Linked DNA regions of Arachis hypogaea: region 1 is linked to region 2. A link is a contact called in public Hi-C data. All regions are on one chromosome and are shown on one strand. Each heading gives the region's core, a stretch centred on a gene start, on an enhancer-like site or on the middle of the called end of the contact. The rest is flanking DNA. Distances are from core to core; before and after follow the strand shown. Region 1 has its middle 11 kb from the start of LOC112736566. Region 2 holds the start of LOC112736564 (V-type proton ATPase subunit a1).

Region 1 (4,585 bases), core at 670-3,169, 44 kb after region 2:
CTGCCTCAACTCTTCTCTCCCTCTCTGACTCCCTCATCTTTGAGCCTCCTTCTACTTAGATTCGTCGCCGCTTTTGTCGTGCCTCCCTTTCTCTCTCTCAATTTGCCTCATAGATCTATCTTGGTCTCTTCGACTCTTTCAATTTCGCCTCCGCTTCTCTTCTACAATTCCTCCACCTTTCTTCCTCGTTGTCAGATTCATTTAGTTCTTTGTTTTTTTTAATTCATATATTATTTATTATTTTTTATTTAAATGTTGATTGAAAATTGTGTTTATATATTAAATTAGATTAGATCTGAATTTTTTATTTATTCTGTGTTTGTTATTATTAATAGTTATAATTTGTATTGAAATTGTGGTAGAGAGGTGGTTATGGTAGTTTTAATGGTAGTAATTTGAACTGAAATAATAATAAAGAGGTGGTATTGATGGTTTGTGGCATGGATAATATTATCATTTTGTTAGAATGATAAATTACATATAGTGTTATGTCCTTGAGTACCAAAAAGTTCTCAAATTGTATGTGTTATTGTGTTTATATCATTTTGTGTATTTGTGTTTGCGTCTTATTTATCTCCGTCCACTATCCAAACGAAGCCTAAATGTTCTTATTCATATATTTGTTTTGTTAATTAAAATAATCTAAACACACAATTAATTAATTAATAACAATTCTATATATTAACGAGTTATAGCTCAAATGGCATAATCTCTCCATACTCAATTAAGAGGTTGTGAATTCAAATCTCCTTGATAAAAAATAATGATCCTATATTTATACGAAAGTCAGTAATGTTTGATATAAGAATAGCATTATTGAATACTCTCTCGTGTTATTATAAAATGTATTTCTTTGTTACTTTATGTTTATACGTTAACAATTTATGAAATCAAATATAAAAATTTAACCGTCAAAATAGTTCAAAATACCATATTCTTATAATGGCTAAAAATAAGTTTTTAATCTTTATAAAATACTTAAGTTTTTTTAATTTGATCATTAACAAATTTTCTACCATTTGTTTGTTTCATTGAGAGTTGAGATGATAAATTAGATGAGTTTAATTTCAATGTACTGATAGTGTAAAATATTTTACACAGTCATACAATTACATATGTTTTTTTAGATGACCATTCACGCAGTCAATATAAAAGACTAAAAAGTAATTATTTTTACTGATATGATGTTACATAATTGAATGTATGTATAAAACTATTAGATGTCGATAATACATTTTATTATATCACTAGTCAAGTATTCAAGTCAATCTTTAATAAAATAAACTAATGAATATAAATAAAACATAATTTTTAAAAAATTTCTGGAATATAACGGGAAAAAATAGATATTATAAAGAGATAAAAAATTTATGGTGTATCCAATACGAATAAAATTATTTTTTAAAGTTTTATACCGAAATGCTAACGAATTATAACTCAGATGACATAATTTTTCTATTCTCACCTAAAAATCTTAAATTCGAGTCTCAAGTTCCATTTCGAAATCCAGGACATCCTTAACCAAATTTTTATAGGAAAAGTCTAGGGGGCTAGCAACTTTTGTGTTTTCTGGCCAGCACTTAACCATCAAAAGAAAAGTGAGTAATTTTTCATCATTAGATGTAATCTCACACTATTAAAAATACCATTAATAACCAATTAATGGTTACAAAATACCAAAATTACTGCCCCTAACATTTCTCATCTTCATATGCCAATTTTGCCGCAACCTCCCATAACTCCACCTAGTCCTAGTCCTAGTCCTAGTCCTCGTTCTGATTTTCTACCTTATCATACTCATTTGATGGGTTACTTTCTTAATGTCTACATGAACCTTCCATGATCACACCTTAGTGACTGTTGTTGCAACTTGCACATTATTTTAATTCCACATTAGGGGGGAGATTTTCTACAAGCTGGAAAATTGTACTAATAAATATGATGTTGTATAATTCTTCATTTTTCTATGAGATGCATATATATTTTGCAACGTTGCTATCCATAACTCGTCTTGATGTTTGGCTCTTTTGCTCTATTTTTCCAAAGTACTCTATTTTTTCAAATGTTCTAATAAACTTTGACAAGAAACAATTTTTCGAGAAAACATTTTAAGATCTTTCCATTTATTTTCTTGATTATATTTGGATTTTTAACAAAACTTTGATGATTCTTTAGAAAAAAAAATAATTGAAAAGAAAAAGACAATAATAAGAACTTCGTGATTCAAAAATTTCATTATTATTGAATTAAAACAATAATATTTTAAGCCATATTTATCTCATCCCTCACTTGTATAAAGGCAGGCCTGCTTGTCACAATTGGCACTTACATCATAAGGCAGGCCTGTTTTTAGTGCTTAATTTATATCATTGTTCCTAATGTTTTTAAATAAAATAATTTTATTTATCATTATATTTAAACTAATAAGTTTTGTTCCTATTATACCATTTTTTATATCATTATTCTCTCAAGAGTAAATTAGGTTGATAAAAAAAACTCCAAAAAATGCTAACTCACAAATTTAAAAGCGCGACAAAAAAAAAGATATTAATTAAATATATATTTTAAAAAATCTTTTAAAATTAGATTTTGATACAAATTTCTGCGATCGTTATTAAAAAAATAAAAATTTTCATCCTTAAAAATTTTTAATTTTATGTTAGGGATTTTTTTAATAATAAAATAAAAAAATTTATTATTTCTCCAAACATGATTTTTGGACTTTAATTCCCTAAATACGATTATTATTATTTTAAATGTAAAAAAAAAAATCGTATTTGGAGAATTAAAGTCCAAAAATCATGTTTGGAGAAATAATAATTTTTTTATTTTAGAGTAAAGTATCGTTTTTATCCCCAATGTTTGGGGTAAATCCTATTTGTGTCCCTAACGTTTAAATCGTCCTATTTGTATCCCTAACGTTTGTAAAAGTGATTCAGTGTTATCCTGCCGTCAATTACACATCATGAGTGCTTTAGTTTGAGTTTTAAAAATCTCTTCTTGAAGTTAGAATACAAATGTTTGGGATAGAATCGATGATTTACTCCGAAAAATAGCTCATCAAATGTTGAAACTAATTCCTACAACATTTACATAATTCACTTTTCTATGGACATAATTGAATCTAAACACAAATAGTGGGTATAATATTAAAATCGAACACATCCAAGTGAGACCTAATTGAGAATGAATACATTCAAGTGAGAATAATTGAAAAATATAATCTGATTTGTTAGTATAATTGATAGTATAGGATAACATTGAATCACTTTTATAAACGTTAAGGATATAAATAGGACGATTTAAACGTTAGGGACACAAATAGGACTTACCCAAAATATTGGGGACAAAAACGATACTTTACTCTTTATTTTATTATAGAAAAAATCCTTTTATGTTAAGTGATTTAAAAAAAAAGATTTTAATTGTAAATGATCATTTTTTTAAAAAAAATTGAAAGATCAAAATTTGTTTCAAAATTTTGTTGTATATTTTTTAAATATTTATTCAAATATTTCCACAAATGTTCGAATCAAATGGATAAATCGTTTATTAAATATAAAAGTTTTTTTTACTCAAAAAAATATAATATTTATTGATTATTTTTATTGCATTTCAAATTTTTAAAAAATTATTTTATCATTAGCGGCTAAATTTTTCGCATACCAAATCAGTGGCTTTTTTTTTATGAGTCTTTACTCCCTTCTCAATTTGGCTTCGCTAGGTACACAATGGAAAATCTGAACAACGTGAATAATGGGCAAGAAATTTGGCAAAAAAAAAAATACTCCACCCAAATTATCCAACCAAAAAACTTCATTCAGTAATTCAAAAATTTAATCATCCTCATACATAGTAAATTGAACATCCAACATATTTTAATTGTATCTAACTACATCCATTCTAATCAAATAACCATCCACATAAGAATTAAAATAACCATCCGCATACCTACTAAATGACCATTCGGCTAAAAATTAAAATAATCATCCACATACCCACTAAAATAACCCAAAGAGGCAACATACCAAATAATAAACGACGACCTCATGCTAGACAGAAACCCCAGGCTGAACCTGGCGTCGTTCTTGACGACATGGATGGATCCTGAGTGCGAGAAGCTCATGATGGCTGCCATTAACAAGAACCATGTTGACATGGATAAGGGGGTGAGAGAGTGCAAAAACGGCGCCACTAGCAGAGTTGGAAGAGAACTTAGTGTGGCAGTAAGGGGCGACGACGTCAAGAGTTTTCAGCGACGATGACCATTGCGGGAGAGATCGACGTCGGTGAAGGGGTGCAAAACGGCGCCACTAACAGGGTTAGAGGAGAACCTAATGCGGCAGTGAGGGGGTGGCGGTTTCAAGAGCTTTGCGACGACGACGATGACAGTTGCGGGAGAGATCAACGTCGTTGAGGGGAGGTGGTGAGATGCAAAACGTACCGTATATAAATGTGCAAACGTACGTAGTGGTTTAAGTGCTAATTCTAATTTTTTCAAATTTTAAAATCTGATAGTAATTATTTAATTAATTAAGAATTTGAATTTTAATTTAAAATTTACATTCCATTTGATAGAGTTTAT
Region 2 (4,341 bases), core at 1,106-3,605:
TCTCTTCTGGAACAGCATGGCCATGATTTGAAAATAGAACAGCAGATGCCTGAGATTTATCCATAAAATTATATCACGGATACAGGGAAAAAAGTATATAGTAAGTATTTTATATCAAAGCAAATGGATTAACATAAAATCAGAAACAATATTAGAATAAGTACAGCATTCTAGTATTTAATGCGAAGTTGTGATCAGAAAAAGCACTATTTGCTAACTAAATTCGAGCGGAAAATATTATTATAATGAAGATAAGAGGAAGCAGATGATCAACTCTAGCACTTTCAAAGAAACATGAGGTTATGAGAATATGTTCAATACTAATCACAAAACGAAATACCTTTTGCAATACAACTTTGAACTCCAAGAGTTCCATATATGATTGCTGAAGTTTCTCACTGTTAGAATTCATTTCAGTTAGCACATGTTCATGCTCAGCAAGTTGTATCTGTTTTCAGAGGAATCCAAGAGACTAAAAACGTCAGCTTCGAGTGTAAAGTTTCCACATAAAATAGGAAAATGCAGATAACTGACTTAAATTACATCATGTCATTTCTAATTTCTTGTCCTGCATCCTGAACCTATTAACTTGAATGCAAGCCCTAGGGCACTCACTGACCATATCTGTTGGGGAAAAAGCAGTAAAATAAGAGAAGGACCTCTAAATCCTCCAAGTGAATATCTGGCTGCATTACTGGATCAGAAGATACTACACCAGCTTTACTGATTTGATCCTTGAAGAATCGTAGCTTTCTTGAAATTTCTGCACATCGCTTCACCTGTTAAATACAAATGGGACTTAATATTGATAAATAAATAAATATCGACAAGTATAAGCATAACCCTGACTTTTGAAGATTGCTGATATCATATCCAATCCAAAAATAAACTATAAGCGATAACTTTAATATTTTTTCTATACACCAAGTTCGGTTTACGTAAATTCTAGAAACTTGAGGGAAAACATCTTTTAAAAAACTATTCCAAAGTTAGAACAAGTTTTAAAATCAAATCTTGAGGATTTGGATAACAATAGTCTGATTGACATGAAACGATTAATGCTATTTGTCATATTCTTCCAACTAAGTGTATTTAGCAGGAAGTCCAAAAGGAAAACCTTTAAATTCCAACTTCACCTCAAATATTGACAAACAAAAATAATACATTTTAAACTTCAATGCAGAAAAAAGACAACAAATATCGGGGTATAGAAAAACCAACAGGATTCCGGCTAATGAGAGCAGGGAAGATTACCTGGTTAACAAACGTTCTCTGAAAGGGACTTTTCTCAGCATTTAACTGTAGATGAAGAAAGTATGTTCATAAGAGCACAATTATTTTAGATCTTAGAAGAATTTTACAGCAGCAACGTCCAAACCAGGAATTCTGGGAAGGCCAAAAGCACTTCTAGAAGCCCATATATACATCAATGATTCATCAGAAAGTAGTAACTACTTAGGAGAGACCTCCTATAATTATAAACATTCTAAAGAAGTTATGAACGACGAATAATATAACAACAACAATGAATTGTGAACTGAACTACACAATTGTTGACCAGCTCTTCAATAGTAAATAGATTCATCATGCAAAGAAATTTCACATAAACACTCAGAACGTTCGATCACAGTTTTCACTAACTGTGCATGTGACAAACAACAAGAGAAACACCATTTGCCATTACCAGATTCATTTCAACTGTGAAATTCAACAACATAGCAATCTTCAACCGTTCCTTGAGAGATACGTAAACAGTTTTTCGGTTTTCATACTGAACTCGAACAAAACGACGAACGAACTCCAAAAACAAACACGAAGAAATCATTCTTCCAAAAGTAAAGATAAAAAACGAGCGAAAAAAATCAAAATGACGGAAAATTTGTGTAAGTAAAAGAAAAGAACACGAAGCTGATCTATGAAAGAGTATTATGGAACGTACGTCTCGGAATTGGAGGAGGCCGAGTTCGCCGAGATAGGAGACGGCTCGGTGAGCGGACTCGGCGGGAATGATGAGTTGGACGAGCGTCATCTTCTCGGAGCGCATCAGATCCATCGGCGGGAGCCGTTCCATTTTCCCGGGAAACAAGCAGGGAGCGGAACTTCGCGTTTAGATCTGAGAAAAGAAAATGAAAAACTTCTCTTTGTTTATTTTTATTTTTATTTTTTACGTGCGAAGAGTGAGAGGTTTGGAGTGCGTGTTTTTCCCTTTTTTTTTCTTTTCTTTTTTTAAGTTGGAGGCATAGGCATCGGAGTTGATGAAGATAGTGCTTGCAGTTTTGCAACTGTCATTGCAATACACACACGAACACGATGGAACGTGATTGAACGAACTTGGCGAAAAATAAAGAAATTCAGTGTTTAGTGTGGGAGAAATTACAAACAGAAAACATGGTTACTCTCTATTTCAAGTTGAGACTTGAGTCCATCAACTTGGATGGAAATGGTTACTCTCTGTTTGTAACTTTGTATGTGTTTGGTGTTTTTCAATCCACTTAAAAAGAATGTATATATGTTAATTTTAGGATTAATTTTTGTGTCATGTGACTATGAGAAAATAATTCTTCCCAATTTTTTTAATAATTCAAAGAATAAAGTGTAATTTTTTATTATTAATTTTATAATCAAAAAAAATATTAAAAAATATTAAAAAATTAAAAAATTATACTTTATTTTTTTAATTATTAAAAAAAATTGAGAGAATTTATTTTTTTTAACTATAAACCTTAGATAATCTTAGGTGAGCGGGATAAAAGGACTACATTATATTACATTTTCTTCTCAAGTTGCTTTCTATTGTCGTGTGAAGTGGAATTAATTTTAAATTTAGGCTAGCATTTGCTAAAGTTTGACATTAAAAGTTATATACAAAGTCTCACTAAAAGTGTAATAAATCATATTTAATTTATCATTCATAGAATGATCCATTAAGATGGATTTAAAAGGAAGATTGAGACTGAAAGATAAAGATTAAAAAATAATATTAAAAAATAAAGATTTGATTAAATTTTTATATTATATTTTATTTAAGATATAATACTTTATTTAGTTTTAAATAAATATAAACAGAAATCCTAATTTATTTTAAAGAGGAATAAAATTGAAATTTAAAAAGTTAAAAGAGAATATATTTTAAAAAACATTATTAAATTTTAATACTATGTGTATTCACTTTTTTAAAAGTATCGAAGAAATTAAAATATTATTTCCTAAAATATAAATTTTAATTTCAGTCTCTATTTATCAAATATAATGTTAAGTCGAAATCCTCTAATCTCAGTTACAATTTTAATATCTACAAACAAACACAACCTTACAAGAATATAAGAGAAATTTGAACTTTAAAGTATAACTTTTTCTTTTTTTAATTCCATTTATCGTATATAATATTTAATTGAAAAAGTATAGTGAAACAATGAGTTTAGTGAACAATATGAATAATAGAGTTAAAAAAGAAATTAAAATCAGATGATAATTAATTAAAATAATTTCTAATAATTTTGAATTTTAAAATTTTAAAAAATAAGTATTTGCAAATGATCCAGTTACGTATATGGTAACCTCCCTTTTCCGCGTGTGATTTCTGCCTTGCAGTGCCTTCCTCTCGCGCATTCTCTTCGACTCTCTCCGCTCTGACGCCACAAAGAACACCACCCGCCGCCGCCCAGAACACCAGCCGACACTGCCCAACTGTCCACGAATGTCCGACGAAGACACCTCCTTCGCACACATTTCGTCTGTCGTGCAGCCCACCAACACGCCATTATGTATGCAGATGGTCGTTTTAGTGAGTAATTGGATGGTTATTTTTTATCACAGACGTTGGATGTTCATTTCTATACTTAGCCGGATTGTTATTGTTACTATCAAAGGCGGAGCTAGATGAAATATTAGAGGGAGGGGGCAAAAATATTTACACAATAAAATAAGATCAAAATAAAAACATAAGGGAATTAAACAGAAATTTATATATAATTTAAATTTAAAAAATTAAAGTTAGGGGGCTATTGTCCCCCTTTCCCACTATGTGGCTCCGCCACTGGTTACTGTTTACGTAGATGGTTGTTTTTTGGGGCTTAATGGGTTCTGTTAAAACAGCAATGGAAGAACAAGCCTTGCTGCGATTTGGTATCCATCCGGTAGCATGTCGACGACGGCTGGGGGTGGGTGCCGTAGCAGCAACGAGGGAGACCTATTCAGCGGTCACGAGTTCAACAATCTGGGACGCTAGGGCAACGGTGGCAGAACGCAACCTCCAGACTGGGTACCGGCGTGGGAGACAGCAGCGAGCTAGGCACCAGGGACGCGTGATGGGAACGACGAAGGCCATCCTCGACGCGGGCG

What was found. Hi-C and Micro-C count contacts between places; a contact is called where the count stands out from the background.
Region 1: a contact with region 2 is called in a Hi-C map of an unstated tissue, with 7 times the contacts expected there. The contact joins the enhancer-like site here to the promoter of LOC112736564 in region 2. A contact is called at or near these places in 5 of 8 Hi-C or Micro-C datasets (leaf and an unstated tissue).

What each region holds. Positions count from the first base shown.
Region 1 is chr13:3,997,837-4,002,421 of arahy.Tifrunner.gnm2.J5K5, forward strand. No RefSeq gene overlaps it. Among protein-coding and RNA genes, the nearest start is that of LOC112736566, 11 kb to the right of the region's middle. Within about 2 kb of position 1,920, at least 1 of the 3 cell types and tissues checked has open chromatin away from gene starts, as enhancers often do.
Region 2 is chr13:3,953,350-3,957,690 of arahy.Tifrunner.gnm2.J5K5, forward strand. It overlaps LOC112736564 (V-type proton ATPase subunit a1), which reads right to left and starts at 2,356. Exons shown (of 18, transcript XM_025786070.3): 1 at 1,940-2,356; 2 at 1,255-1,299; 3 at 660-779; 4 at 341-448; 5 at 1-49. The coding sequence starts at 2,071.